Regions from separate parts of the Mus musculus genome. Here regions 1, 2 and 3 are each linked to region 4. Evidence: chromatin contacts called from public Hi-C and HiChIP or PLAC-seq data. All regions are on one chromosome and are shown on one strand. The core of a region is the stretch at or near the end of the contact, and the rest is flanking DNA. Distances in the headings are between cores, read along the strand shown.

What was found. A called contact is a pair of places that touch in the nucleus more often than the background predicts. HiChIP or PLAC-seq counts read pairs in DNA pulled down with a chosen protein or histone mark.
Region 1: a contact with region 4 is called in a BATF HiChIP or PLAC-seq map of CD8 T cells, with 6 read pairs. The contact joins two enhancer-like sites. A contact is called at or near these places in 3 of 484 Hi-C or Micro-C datasets (CD8 T cells and embryonic retina) and 3 of 115 datasets of contacts at active chromatin or transcription factors (CD8 T cells, double positive thymocytes and effector CD8 T cells).
Region 2: a Hi-C map of liver shows a contact between it and region 4, with 1.9 times the contacts expected there. The contact joins two enhancer-like sites. A contact is called at or near these places in 15 of 484 Hi-C or Micro-C datasets (the AML12 cell line, LSK cells, bone marrow-derived macrophages and 8 more), 5 of 115 datasets of contacts at active chromatin or transcription factors (the 230-238 cell line, CD8 T cells, embryonic stem cells and 1 more) and 3 of 9 other capture datasets (adipose tissue, liver and pancreatic islet).
Region 3: a contact with region 4 is called in a BATF HiChIP or PLAC-seq map of CD8 T cells, with 5 read pairs. The contact joins two enhancer-like sites. A contact is called at or near these places in 7 of 484 Hi-C or Micro-C datasets (the AtT-20 cell line, the C2C12 cell line, LSK cells and 4 more) and 3 of 115 datasets of contacts at active chromatin or transcription factors (CD8 T cells, microglia and neural progenitor cells).

Annotation. Positions count from the first base shown.
Region 1 is chr7:67,420,638-67,423,337 of GRCm38.p6, forward strand. No RefSeq gene overlaps it. Among named protein-coding and RNA genes, the nearest start is that of Gm51462, 2.8 kb to the left of the region's middle. Within about 2 kb of position 1,409, at least 35 of the 459 cell types and tissues checked have an H3K27ac peak or open chromatin away from gene starts, as enhancers often do. A contact at or near this core is called in CD8 T cells, where this site is marked.
Region 2 is chr7:67,258,841-67,261,710 of GRCm38.p6, forward strand. The region is part of intron 7 of Mef2a (myocyte enhancer factor 2A); the gene reads right to left. Among named protein-coding and RNA genes, the nearest start is that of Lysmd4, 38 kb to the left of the region's middle. Within about 2 kb of position 1,556, at least 42 of the 459 cell types and tissues checked have an H3K27ac peak or open chromatin away from gene starts, as enhancers often do. A contact at or near this core is called in liver, where this site is marked.
Region 3 is chr7:67,450,250-67,453,189 of GRCm38.p6, forward strand. No RefSeq gene overlaps it. Among named protein-coding and RNA genes, the nearest start is that of Gm33926, 11 kb to the left of the region's middle. Within about 2 kb of position 1,317, at least 69 of the 459 cell types and tissues checked have an H3K27ac peak or open chromatin away from gene starts, as enhancers often do. A contact at or near this core is called in CD8 T cells and liver, where this site is marked.
Region 4 is chr7:67,351,725-67,354,761 of GRCm38.p6, forward strand. All of the region lies in intron 1 of Mef2a (myocyte enhancer factor 2A), which reads right to left. Among named protein-coding and RNA genes, the nearest start is that of Mef2a, 20 kb to the right of the region's middle. Within about 2 kb of position 1,482, at least 15 of the 459 cell types and tissues checked have an H3K27ac peak or open chromatin away from gene starts, as enhancers often do. A contact at or near this core is called in CD8 T cells and liver, where this site is marked.

The DNA.
Region 1 (2,700 bases), core at 159-2,658, 69 kb after region 4:
GTGCATTTTGGGGTCCCAGGTACATGAAACAAGTGGAGGTCTGGCTTCCTGTCCATACACAGTCACCATAGTCGGACAGTTGCTTCATCTATTAAGACTCAACTGGGAGCAGACAGGCTGTCTTTGTTGGCATCAGAATCTCAAAGGGTAGTTACTGTTTCATGAAGCATATTAAATATACATAATTTGTTTGGCTTTGAATCATAGTATTTAATTCCATTAGAAATTTCAAATAATATTAAGCAAGGATGCAAAATAGTTGCTTTTTTTTTTTAATGTGGATGGATTAAAGATGTTGAGACACAGCATTTAAGGGAAAAATTCTCCAACTCCTTTGTCAGCAGGAGAATCCTTTCCAATTTGGACAGTTTGTCTTGCTCTCTTCAGGTGTCTCTGGGACGCATGGAAGAAACTGAGCGGAGTGTCCAGGCCCATTCAGAGAGAGACAGGAAGGGGGTGGGGGGAGGAGGAGAAAGGGAGAGAGAGGTCAGAGTTCCTGTACTGAGGCTCTGCCATGTATCAGGTGCATTGTGTGACCCCATTACATCTTTTCTGGCAGCTCAGAGAAGGGCAACCACGTGGGCTATTTGTCACAGGTGCACAAGTCTTAAGATGAGTGTTTTGGCAACTTGCTTAGTCTCTCAGTCTGCCACGTGGCTAACAGTGACTCTTGTCTGCACCAGTGTGGAGAGGGTTGAGGAGACAGTGTCTGCAAGCTGAGAGCGAGGAAGACACTGCTCTCCTTTCTGAAACCCTGTGTTAGGATACAGGAGCAGTCTTTAAACCCAGCATCTGCTAGGGTTTGGTCCTGATGGAGCTTTAAAAACAGCCAGCCTATTTCCACTTCCTGCTTAAGGCTGCAGAAAATGGTGGGGGTGAGCCGAGGACTGAGTGGCCACAGGCAACTCACGATGGCCAGAGCCACTTCACCCTCCCCATGAAATGGAGGTGAGAACATGAACCTGCCGGGGTTTTGCTGAGGGACAGGGGAACAACCACTCCAGGTTTCTGACATAGTGCCTAACGGGCACTGGAGATGTGCGGGATCCGTGTAGCTAGTGTTACAAAGGGAGCCGAAACAGCTGCCAACTTATTTTTATTTATTTATTTATTTATTTTTACCCTGAGCTTGTAGGCCTCGCTTTGCTCAGCTTACTGGATGGCAGCCAAGCTAAATTAACACTCTTATCTTCTGGCCCCTGCAGCTGGCAGCCTCTCTGCAGGTCCTTCCAACATTCTCTTTAGGCTCAGCCATGAGTTGCCGGGAAGCCATCCCAAGCCATCCAAGCCTGCTTCTGCCCTGCACTCCTTCATCTACACACAGGCAAGACTTCCTGGGCTCTGCTCTAGGGCCAAATGAGGTCATGCTTTTACACAGGAAAAGGAAGGTCACTGGGGTGGCCTAGCCCCTGACATAGTGGAAACCCGGCACAGATCATCAAGACGTTACCGGGTTTTGTCAGTGTGAACTCAGCTAGGTGCTTTATGTTGTTAGGCAATCTAAGTCATGCCAGGGGATTCTGCCCCAGGGTTTTCTTAGACAACTTTCTGAAATTCTAAAGGTTCCGACAACCTCCTAAGAACGAGATTAAAATGCCAGTTCTACCCGAGGAGCCCTGGAATGAGGCAGAGACCCAAAAGTTCTACTAAGGTTGTAGGTGACACTCCTCAGCGAGCTGCCAACCTCTCTCTTACCACGGAGCTGGGCTCTGAGACACCATCTCTCATGCATTAATCATGGCTCTTGTCACATGTCATGTTGTTGTTGTTGTTGTACTGTCTTGTTTTATTGAGACAGGATCTCACATAGCTCACGTGGGCCTTGAACACACTATATGGCCCAGGCTAGCTTCTAACACAAGATCCTCCTATCTTCAGCCTTCCAAATGCTGAGATGACAAGAATATAACAGCATGTCCCACTTGTGTGAGTGCAGGCGCGTACACACACACACACATACACACACACACACACACGTGCATGCAGGTGCTAGTAGATGTGTGTAGAGGCCATAGGTTGATATAGGTGTCTTCCTCTACCATGCCTCTCCTTGTTTTTGTTGTTGTTGTTTGTTTGTTTTGTTTTTTTTTTTGTTTTTGTTTTGACAGTCTCTTGCTGAACTTGCTGCGCCCTGATTGGCTGGATAGACTGACCAGTAAGCTGTGGAGATCTACCTGTCTCCAACCATAGTCCTGCCCCAACCCTCCCTAACACCTTGATTCTGGCTGCCCAGTGCTGGGATTACAGGTGTTCCCAGCCACATCTGGTTTCTTTTATATGGGTCCTGAAGATTCAAACTCAGTCCCCATGCCTGTCCGGCAAAGCACTTTGTCCACAGAGCCAGCCCTATAGTTCCTTGTTTAGCTTTCACTTACCTTAAAGTTTACTTTCCAAAAATGTGTATAATTTCCTTCCAAATGACCTGCCTTTAACTCAGATGTGTGTATATTGCCATGAAATCACAATGGTAATGGGTGCTTTCTGTTTTATTGCACCTTAAGCATTTAAATGGAAAACATAGATTGTGATCATCCTTGTCTAGCACTCCTGTGGTATCCTCTTAGGCTGAGATATATCACCTGCGAGGGGCTTGGGGGAACTCCGTAGCCTGGACCACCCCCACCTTGTTTTTTAAACTCTGTAACTTCAGCAGCTGCTTTAGCCCCATGAGTGCCTGAGATCATGAGAAAGGACGGGATG
Region 2 (2,870 bases), core at 306-2,805, 93 kb before region 4:
CCAGAGTTCAATGCTAAGCATACACATGGCAGCTCACAGCCACTTGTAACTACAGTTGTAAGGGATCCGGTGCCTTCTTCAGGCTTCTTGGGGTAACAGATAGTGCACAGACAGGCATGCAGGTAAAACACCCCCACACATAAAATAAATAATAAAAATGAAAAATTAAATCGTTACTATGCTTAGAAAGATGGTTAAAAGTTTGGGAAGATAAAGTTTTAAAGAAAATAGAGGCCTTACTATAATTATCTTCTTATAAACATTACTTTAAGAGTCAAAAATACTATTATAAAAATATTTGTGTAACAACTATGACAGAATCAACTCTGCAACCTCCTAACTACGATTCTCATAAGCTGGCACCTGAACACAGAAAGGCAGTGGCCTCTAAGAACGGCCGCATCTGCTCGGAAGGTGCACTTGGAAGATGACTAACTACACTGTCCCTGACAGTTCAACCAAGTCTCACATTTGCAAACATTTTAACACGTGACATAGCAATTCTATTTGTGTGTGACTTTATTTTGTTGTGGGGACTGTTATTTTCGTTAATTTTGTGAGGCTATTTCCTGTATTCTGCTTTCAATGTCTTGAAGCAGAATGTATTCCATCTGGGTTCAATCTCTTTTCCTGCATCTCCTGTAAGCTTCAAAGAGCAGTGTGGTTGTTGAGGGAAAAACATCAACTCTTCTCTCTAGATTATTCACTTATGGAGCAGAACAGAACTCAATGAAGAGCTAATCCAGATTTTGTTATCTGGAGGATAAAAAATATTTTACAAGTAACATATTCAAAGTTAGAAGAACTTAATAGACTTTTATACTGCAGAGCAATAAGGTTAACGAGGTTTCTGTTAATACATAATTGCAAGAATGTGTGTTCTGATTCTCCAATACTTGAAAGGCTATTCATGGACCCAAGCTAAAATCTAAAACAAAAAACACCCCCCCACACACACTATTTTAGTATTATTATTATTATTATTAGATTATGCAAATATGTAATTTAGATGCATATATCATTAAGAAGCATGAATGCATCTTTCCCATGTGAAATCTATAATGCATTTTATATGAGAGCATAGTAAACTACAAGAATCAAGTTACAAGAATGGAAGTGGGGTTAAAAGCACAGTATCTTAGTGTTCCACCAGGGCACCACAGCAGATAGTGAGTACAGGATGATGTAAGTGTCTGGCAACATGCCAGGCTGAAGCTAATCTCCAGTGCAAGCTTGCTATTCTCTTAGACTGTATGGGTGCGTGCCTCTCGGCTTGTTTAAGTTCTATAATGGGGACCCTGCACAGGATGATTTGTCTTTTTAATTGAATAAATTTAAGTTAGTATGATTATTGTTAAAAGTTGAATGGTAGCTTATCCTAACAAAAACACTCTTGAGTAAACCATATACCTATGCCTCCAGAAACTGAACAGGCCTCATCTTAATTACGGTCCTATTGATAGAAGGTATGTTGTTCCATTACATCAGTTCATCGCATAGTTCAGAATCTGAACCCTGTCATTTGAAGCAATGTATTTGAGTGGATGGCAAGTTTCTCCATGGCCTTAGGACTACTGCTCTTCTAGCACTAAACAGTAGGTGACTATTTCATTAATGGTTTACTATGAAGCCACTTTTGAAGTCCAGCTGTCAAACAAACTTCAGCAGACTCTATAAAAACCTCAAGCAAGATTCAAATTGGAAGTGGTAGCACACACCTTTAATTTTAGTACTTGGGAGGCAGAGGCAGGCAGAGCAGTTTGAGTTTGAGGCCAGCCTGGTCTACATAGTGAGCTTCAGGCCAGCCAGGGTTACACAGTGACAAATAACAAAACTGACATGCTCAACACACTATTCAATACATATGCAGGAATACATAGAAACATCATAAAATGTCATTTATATGAAGATATAAAACTTACTAAGATACAAAAAAAGATCATGATTTTGAAATAATCAATGACACATTCACTTAGTTTGATGACAATTCACACATAATGGACAATATGGATCATATCAGAAATATTGAATAAAAAACATTTGTGCCCTACTTTCAAAATCCAATCTTTCTTCATCTGTCCTGGGTAGACTGCACTAAAGATACAACTTTCTCCTCTGCCAGAGGCCTCATCAGTTCTCCTGCAATACGATGACTGAAGCATGCAAGTACAGATTTCTGCTTTATTTCCCTTAAACTTTAGTTCAAATTCAACTTCCAGGGGCTACTTTCTCCAGATAAATGCTGTCATCTCAAAATAATGTTTTAAATCTCTCTATCAATGTCACCCTCTGCCACTCCCATGTCCTCTTCATAGAACTGTCCATCTACCACTATGCGGCTCATTTGTCTTTTTAGCTTCCACTCCTCTGGCACAGGCAATCCCCAACCTTCACTTTCATGCAACATGAACAATTCCAGATTTTTCTTGAACTTTTCTATTTCTAGTCCAATATATTTTTCTTTCTCAACACATTTTTAAGAAAAGTAGGTAGAGGCTGGGGAGAAAGTACATGTATGCAAAACATACACACAATACACACAAACACACTATTCCCACCTAGCTAGCCCCACAATCCTTTTTAAGTGAAGGCGCTGAATATATCAATTGTTTTCCCAATCTTGACATTACAATATAGGCTAAAAGTTATATAAACATCTGAGCTATAATATAAGCGGAGTAACACATTTATACTCAGCAGTGAAGTGTTTATAGTAAACCGTAAACAAACAGACGGTCACCATGACAGAGCTATATAAATTATAGCATGTACAACTGCCAGTTTAAGTTTTCAATGACAGATGAAACAAAAAGTATCAAATCAGGGGGGAAAAAAAAAACTCACCAAAACAATTTATTATAATAAAAATT
Region 3 (2,940 bases), core at 67-2,566, 98 kb after region 4:
TGGAGTTTTACAGAGGCTTTGGGCTTTAAAAAACTGGATAGTTTTAAAGAGATCACTTTTAAAGTGTTTGAGTTTGTTAAGCTCTGGTACTTTTTAAGTTTAATTTAAATTTAAGCAAAATGCTGTATATTGTAATGTCTTTATTAGTGTGTGATCGGGGTGGGGGGATGAAAAAGAGAAGAAAGGTTGTGGCTTAACAGTGATGTATTTGTGTGTCAAGTTGATAAGGAATGGGTTGTGCTGGCTAGTTTTATGGCAACTTGACACGAGCTACAATCATCTGAGAAGAGGGAACCTCAATTGAGAAATGCCTCCATAAGATCAGGCTGTAGGCAGGCCTATAGGGCATATCCTTCATTAGTGGTTGATTGGGGAGAGCCCAATCCATTATGGGTGGTACCGTCCCTGGGCTGGTGGTGGTAGGTCTTATAGGAAAGCAAGCTGAGCAAGCAATGGGGAGCAAGCCAATAAGCAGCACCCCTCCATGGCCTCTGCATCAGCTCCTGCCTCCAAGTTCCCGCCCTGCTTGAGTTCCCAACTTTTTTTGATGTTTGCACAGTGATGTGGAAGTGTAAATCAAATAAACCCCTTTCCTCCTCAAGGTGCTTTTGGTCATATATTCACCACCATATAGTAACCCTAACTAGGACACCAAAGGAAATTAGTCCCTAGGCTCAGAGAAGAGAGCAAGGTTGTGGAGTGAGTGACAAGAAGTCAACAGGTGCCCATACCTAGTCCTCCTTGCTCTGGCTAAAAGATCTACTTCAAATATAGTTAGTAAAATATTTCTCTGGTTCTCAACTTCCCTTTGCATTCTTCAGTCTGCTGCATTTGCTGTTGTAGGAATGGCCACCCCTACAGCCAACTTCACCTCTTCTGCTTTCTCTCATCCAGAAGCACGCGTTGGTTTCTGCTCTCATTCAAGACTCCTCTGTGGATCCCAGTGGATCCCAGTGGAGCATCATCAGGACCTGGCTTTATGCAGCACGTGGGCTAAGCAAACTGGCTATAGGGGGTCCTCTGCTTCTAGGCCATTGTCCTTTCTCTTAAGAAGCTGCCTCTTTCTGTGCTATCCTGCACTCTCTTCTATCCCTTTTCAAGTCACATGGGGCCTCTGTCTCAAGGATTTCCAAGATTCCCTAGACTCAAGGACTCTCTGAGCTGTAGTTTCAGGACCACACCACACCCTAGTGACTTGACTATGGTTGGTCTCCAGCCTGGATGGTCAGACCCTGGGAGGCAGGTGTGCTGGGCACAGCCTCAGACAATAGATGTCACTTCCTGTCTTGGTCTTCCAGCCCCTCTGTAGACATCACCAGAAGCTAGGGGAAATCCCAGCCAAGCCTATTTCCGGCTTTCTACATCCTCATAGGTCCTCTTTGCCCAAGCCTCTTCCTCTCCAGAGAGTTTCTTATCTACAGCCCCCTCCCACCCAAGTCCAAGCTGGAGGAGGTTCCGCTGGCCTATTTCCTGGCGCTACCGCTCTGGATCTGAGTCAGAAGGCCGGTGTTTGGAACCAGACTCTGAATTTCTTCCCAGCTCTGTGAATTCTGCCATTGTTTCCTTCTCTGCCAAGCCTTCCCTTCATCTCTGAAATGAAGTGGGTTTGTTGTTGCTTGTTTGTCTAGTTAAAACTAAAAGTATCCCTTCCAACCAATCCCCTTCCCCTGAGGAGTCTTTTTGAGTTCTTTCCAGTAGACCTGGTGTGGGCAGAGCTGGTTCTGTATGAATTTGCAAGCACATGTAAGGTTGACCTACTGCTATAGCAAGAACCCCATACACGTGCTCTCCTATGCCTTGTGGGTCCTCCCAGCTGATTCCCTTTGCCTGTTCCTGTGTGGGTGCTCCTAGCCATTGCTTGACTTGGCAAGGTAACAAATGACCTATAAGTCAGTTAGCTCCTACAACAAACATTTACATTGTTCAGTGAGATGGCTCAGCAAGTTAAGACTTTGGGTATCAAGTGTGATGACCTGAATTCCAGCCCCAGCACTCACACAGTAGAAGGTGAGAACTGACTCCTGTAAGTTGTCCACTGACGTGGCATGCAGTGGCAGGCATTCCCGCCCCCCAACACACACACTCAATAAATGTAATAAAAATGTGTTGGGCCAAGGAGATGACTTAGTGGGTCAAAGGGCTTGACATGCAAACTTAATGACTAAAGGTTGATTCCCAGAACCCATGTACAAATCCTGGTGCAGTAATATACAGCTATAATTCCAGTGCTCCTATGGTTGGATGGGAGGCAGAGACAGGAGCATTGGCCAGAAGCTCCAGGGCTGCCCAACACAGCGCATGCACGGGTAGAAACCAGAGAAACCCTGCCTTAAAAAAAAAAAAAGAAAAAGAAAAGAAAAAAGGATAGTGTCAGCGCCATGAAACTTGTCTTCTGACCTCCACATGCATGCCGCAACACGTGTGTGTGTGTGTGTGTGTGTGTGTGTGTGTGTGTGTCTGTGTGTGTGTCTGTGTGTGTGTGTGCTTTCTCTATGATCATTGTAGATCTGCCAACAGCTATAAGAAAAAGTAGAGAAATACCATATACCCATTAGCTTAGTATTCTCCAATGATAAAAATCTTCCAAAACTATACAAAGTTTTACAGCAAGGCCATCAGCATAGAAACAGTCAAGAGAGATCCATAAGACCCTGTTAGTGTTTTTAAAATATAACTAGTTCTCTCCCAATCTTAGTTCCTACTCTCTGCACTCCATTCCTCACCCCAGGAAATATCAAAGATGCCTGCTATTTCTATGATTATGTCACTTTATGAATGGCATGCAAATGGAGTGGCACAGCACAGCACAGCACAGCACATAACATCTGGGGCTGGCTTTTATCTCAGCACAGTTCCCTGAAGATTTACCCAGGCTGTATTTATCCAGGTTGTATATATCAACAGTTGGTTCCTTTTCACTGCTGGCTAATATTCCTGGAA
Region 4 (3,037 bases), core at 232-2,731:
GTTCTAGGGATAAATCCCTACCTTTATTTCTCACCTCAAAGAACTTGTATCCTAGTGGAAAATAACTTAACATAATTTAGATAAGGATTAAATGTGGTAGGTTCATGGAAAACCCTTAATAAGAAAATGATAGCAGGGAAGGGAGTACTATTAGAGGGAAGAAATTGAAATTACAGGGAAGATGCTCAGAGAAGGCCCAACACAACAACTGCAACATAGTAACTGTTACACTACATCAGTACACTAATTACTTGACATATATTAACTGATAGCCAAAAGTCATTAGTGTCCTATCTGTATCCTCAATAGGAAAGGACATAATGAAGAAGCAACTTTTAAAGTCATGCAACTAGTAAGGGAGAGAAACCACGGTGAGCATCCAGGGCGGTCTCAACTGCCATGTAAAACCACACTTCAGTTAATGCCTTAGCTGCATAAAGTGAAAAAAATCAAACTGTTCAAGACAATATAGGCTAATGACATGAATAGGAATGACACTGTGATACACCAAGAAAGAAAGAAATATGTGATCTCTGTTCTTTGTTCCTTGCTCTCAGCCTAAAGTTTCACATCTTGAGGAATCTCTAGAGTGGTAATGATATCTTTTTAAAATGAGATGACTGGTGACTTGAGGATCCTTAATAGGACCAAATCATGGTTAAAATTATCATAAAATATACTCCAACTTGATTTTTCAACCCATCTTACCAATATCTAAGTAGAAAAAGGCTAATGGATGAGTTGGTCACCAACAGCTAAGATGTAATAAATCATACCTAAGTAATGAAATCTTCTAAAAACTCAAAGGACAAACTACTAGATGTTTGGAGGATAGCATATGCAGAGAGCTTCCTATGCCTATCTATATACCTTGGTCTCTGCATCTCCTCTCTCTAGCAGTTCATTGTATTCTCTGCATTATTCTTTAGTATACCCTTCACAGATTAGCATCCAATTCAAATATTCAAAATCAGAGTACTGGCCTGACTCCATATGAAGAAAATTCCATACCTAGTCTTCTTATTAGTTGAATTAATACCTAGTCTTCCTACTAGTTGAATTAATAGCATAGGTATACACAAAATATTATATAAAATTGTATATAAGGTATGTATCAAACAGAACTAACTTCCATGTTCAGAATGGTATCTTATTTCCTTATATTCATGAAAGTATCATGAAATCTTTAAAAATCTAAAATCTGAAATGCTTGATATAAAATATTCAACATACAACAGGTAAACAAAGAGAAAGTATCCCCAATTCTATGAGCTACTCTAGCAAATCAATCAAACCTGTGATGAGGCTTTGGCAGTCCGTGCTTTATAGCCAGTTATTCAGAAATAAAGACCACAGCTGGGCATGGTGATGCATGCCCTTAATCTCAGCACCGGGTAGGCAGAGGCAGGCAGGCAGCCTGGTCTACAAAGTTCAAAGGACACCTGGGCTCTGTCATGGAAAAACCCTTTCACAAAGGGGGGAGGGGGGGAGGAGGGAAAAAAAGAGGCAGTGAGCCGAGAGACAGAGAGAATGCACAAGAAAGCACAGAACCTAGAACTTGCAGCAAGCATCTAAATAGGGCTTAAATAGGACTGAGTCTGCACCGGGTAGAATAGAGCATCAGAAATAATTTTAATTAGGTCATCTACCTGGTTTCCACTGGAGAAAGAGATTTCAGGAGATGGACTATTATGAGGAATAAAAGGACAATTCATAATACTTAATGTTGGCTTCTCAAAGATGCAAAATAATTATGTTTATGTAGCAAGTTACAACATGCATGAAACAAGCACTACAAAACCAAACAGAAAGTAAACAAATCACAATTATACTCCAAGATTCAAAATCCCTTTACAACAGAAAATTAATAGACAGAAAGATATCTAACCCATGACTAGTCCTATAATCCAACTTGGATTAACTGTGCTCTACATCCAACTACATAAAAAATATATTCAAGTGCATATGTCTCCTGGCACATTAAACACAAACATATACAGGACTATAAATGTATAAGGAGCTGCTGAGTCATATTTGATGTTTGCTATGGGACTGAACTTCTAAGAAAGAAGATCAAACTTGCCGCAAAGAACTATTTTTGAGCAGGTCCGCTTCCCCCACGTCCTGTAACTCTTCTCTCCCACTCCCCCTGCTGGTGGTGGGCTAGAGGAGAGGTTGGATCCTTATTAAAAGTAGGTTGTAAGAAATGTATGGCTACAGGTTTCACGTCAGTATTATACAATCTCTTTTAGGAAAAAGAAATAATTAGAAATGGCTCTGTAATCTATTGAAGACCAACCTAAATAACCCTCATATAAAAATGAAGCAAAGGGCCGGGCGTGGTGGCACACACCTTTAATCCCAGCACTCGGGAGGCAGAGGCAGGCGGATCTCTGAGTTTGAGGCCAGCCTGGTCTACAGAGTGAGTTCCAGGACAGCCAGGGCTACACAGAGAAACCCTGTCTCAAAAAAAAAAAAAAAAAAAAAAAAAGAAGCAAAGGGGCACAAGAAAAAAGAAACTATACACTAATATTACTAGTGTGTTATCAATATATGAAAAGGGGACATACTACAACTGAGGTTCGTCTCAAGAAAACAAGATTGGTTCAATAGTCAAAAAAAATGTAATTCACTATATTAGTATTCTAGTAAAACTATCCATTCACTTAATTTTAATGAATGCATTGAAAGCTAACAAAACACCCACTCTTAAAGGGAGAAGTGGAAATCTCAGCACCTACAGAAAACATACAACTTGCCATCCTCGATGGTACAGATGGACCTCCCTCTCTAAGATTAGCCAAAAAGCAGTGATGTGTCTTTCTAGTCAGCATTTTGTGGGTGTTCTAACCATTGCAATTAGTGCAAGGAAAACAACACCCAGTCTGTAAAATATCCTCTCTACACACCAACCATGACAACATATACAGAAAATGCTCAAAGAATATAATAAAGTGATTAAAGCTAAAAGGTGAGTCTTGCAAGAGTAAGACAGAAGCCCTAAACTAATTGCATCTTTATATATTAATAATGGCAA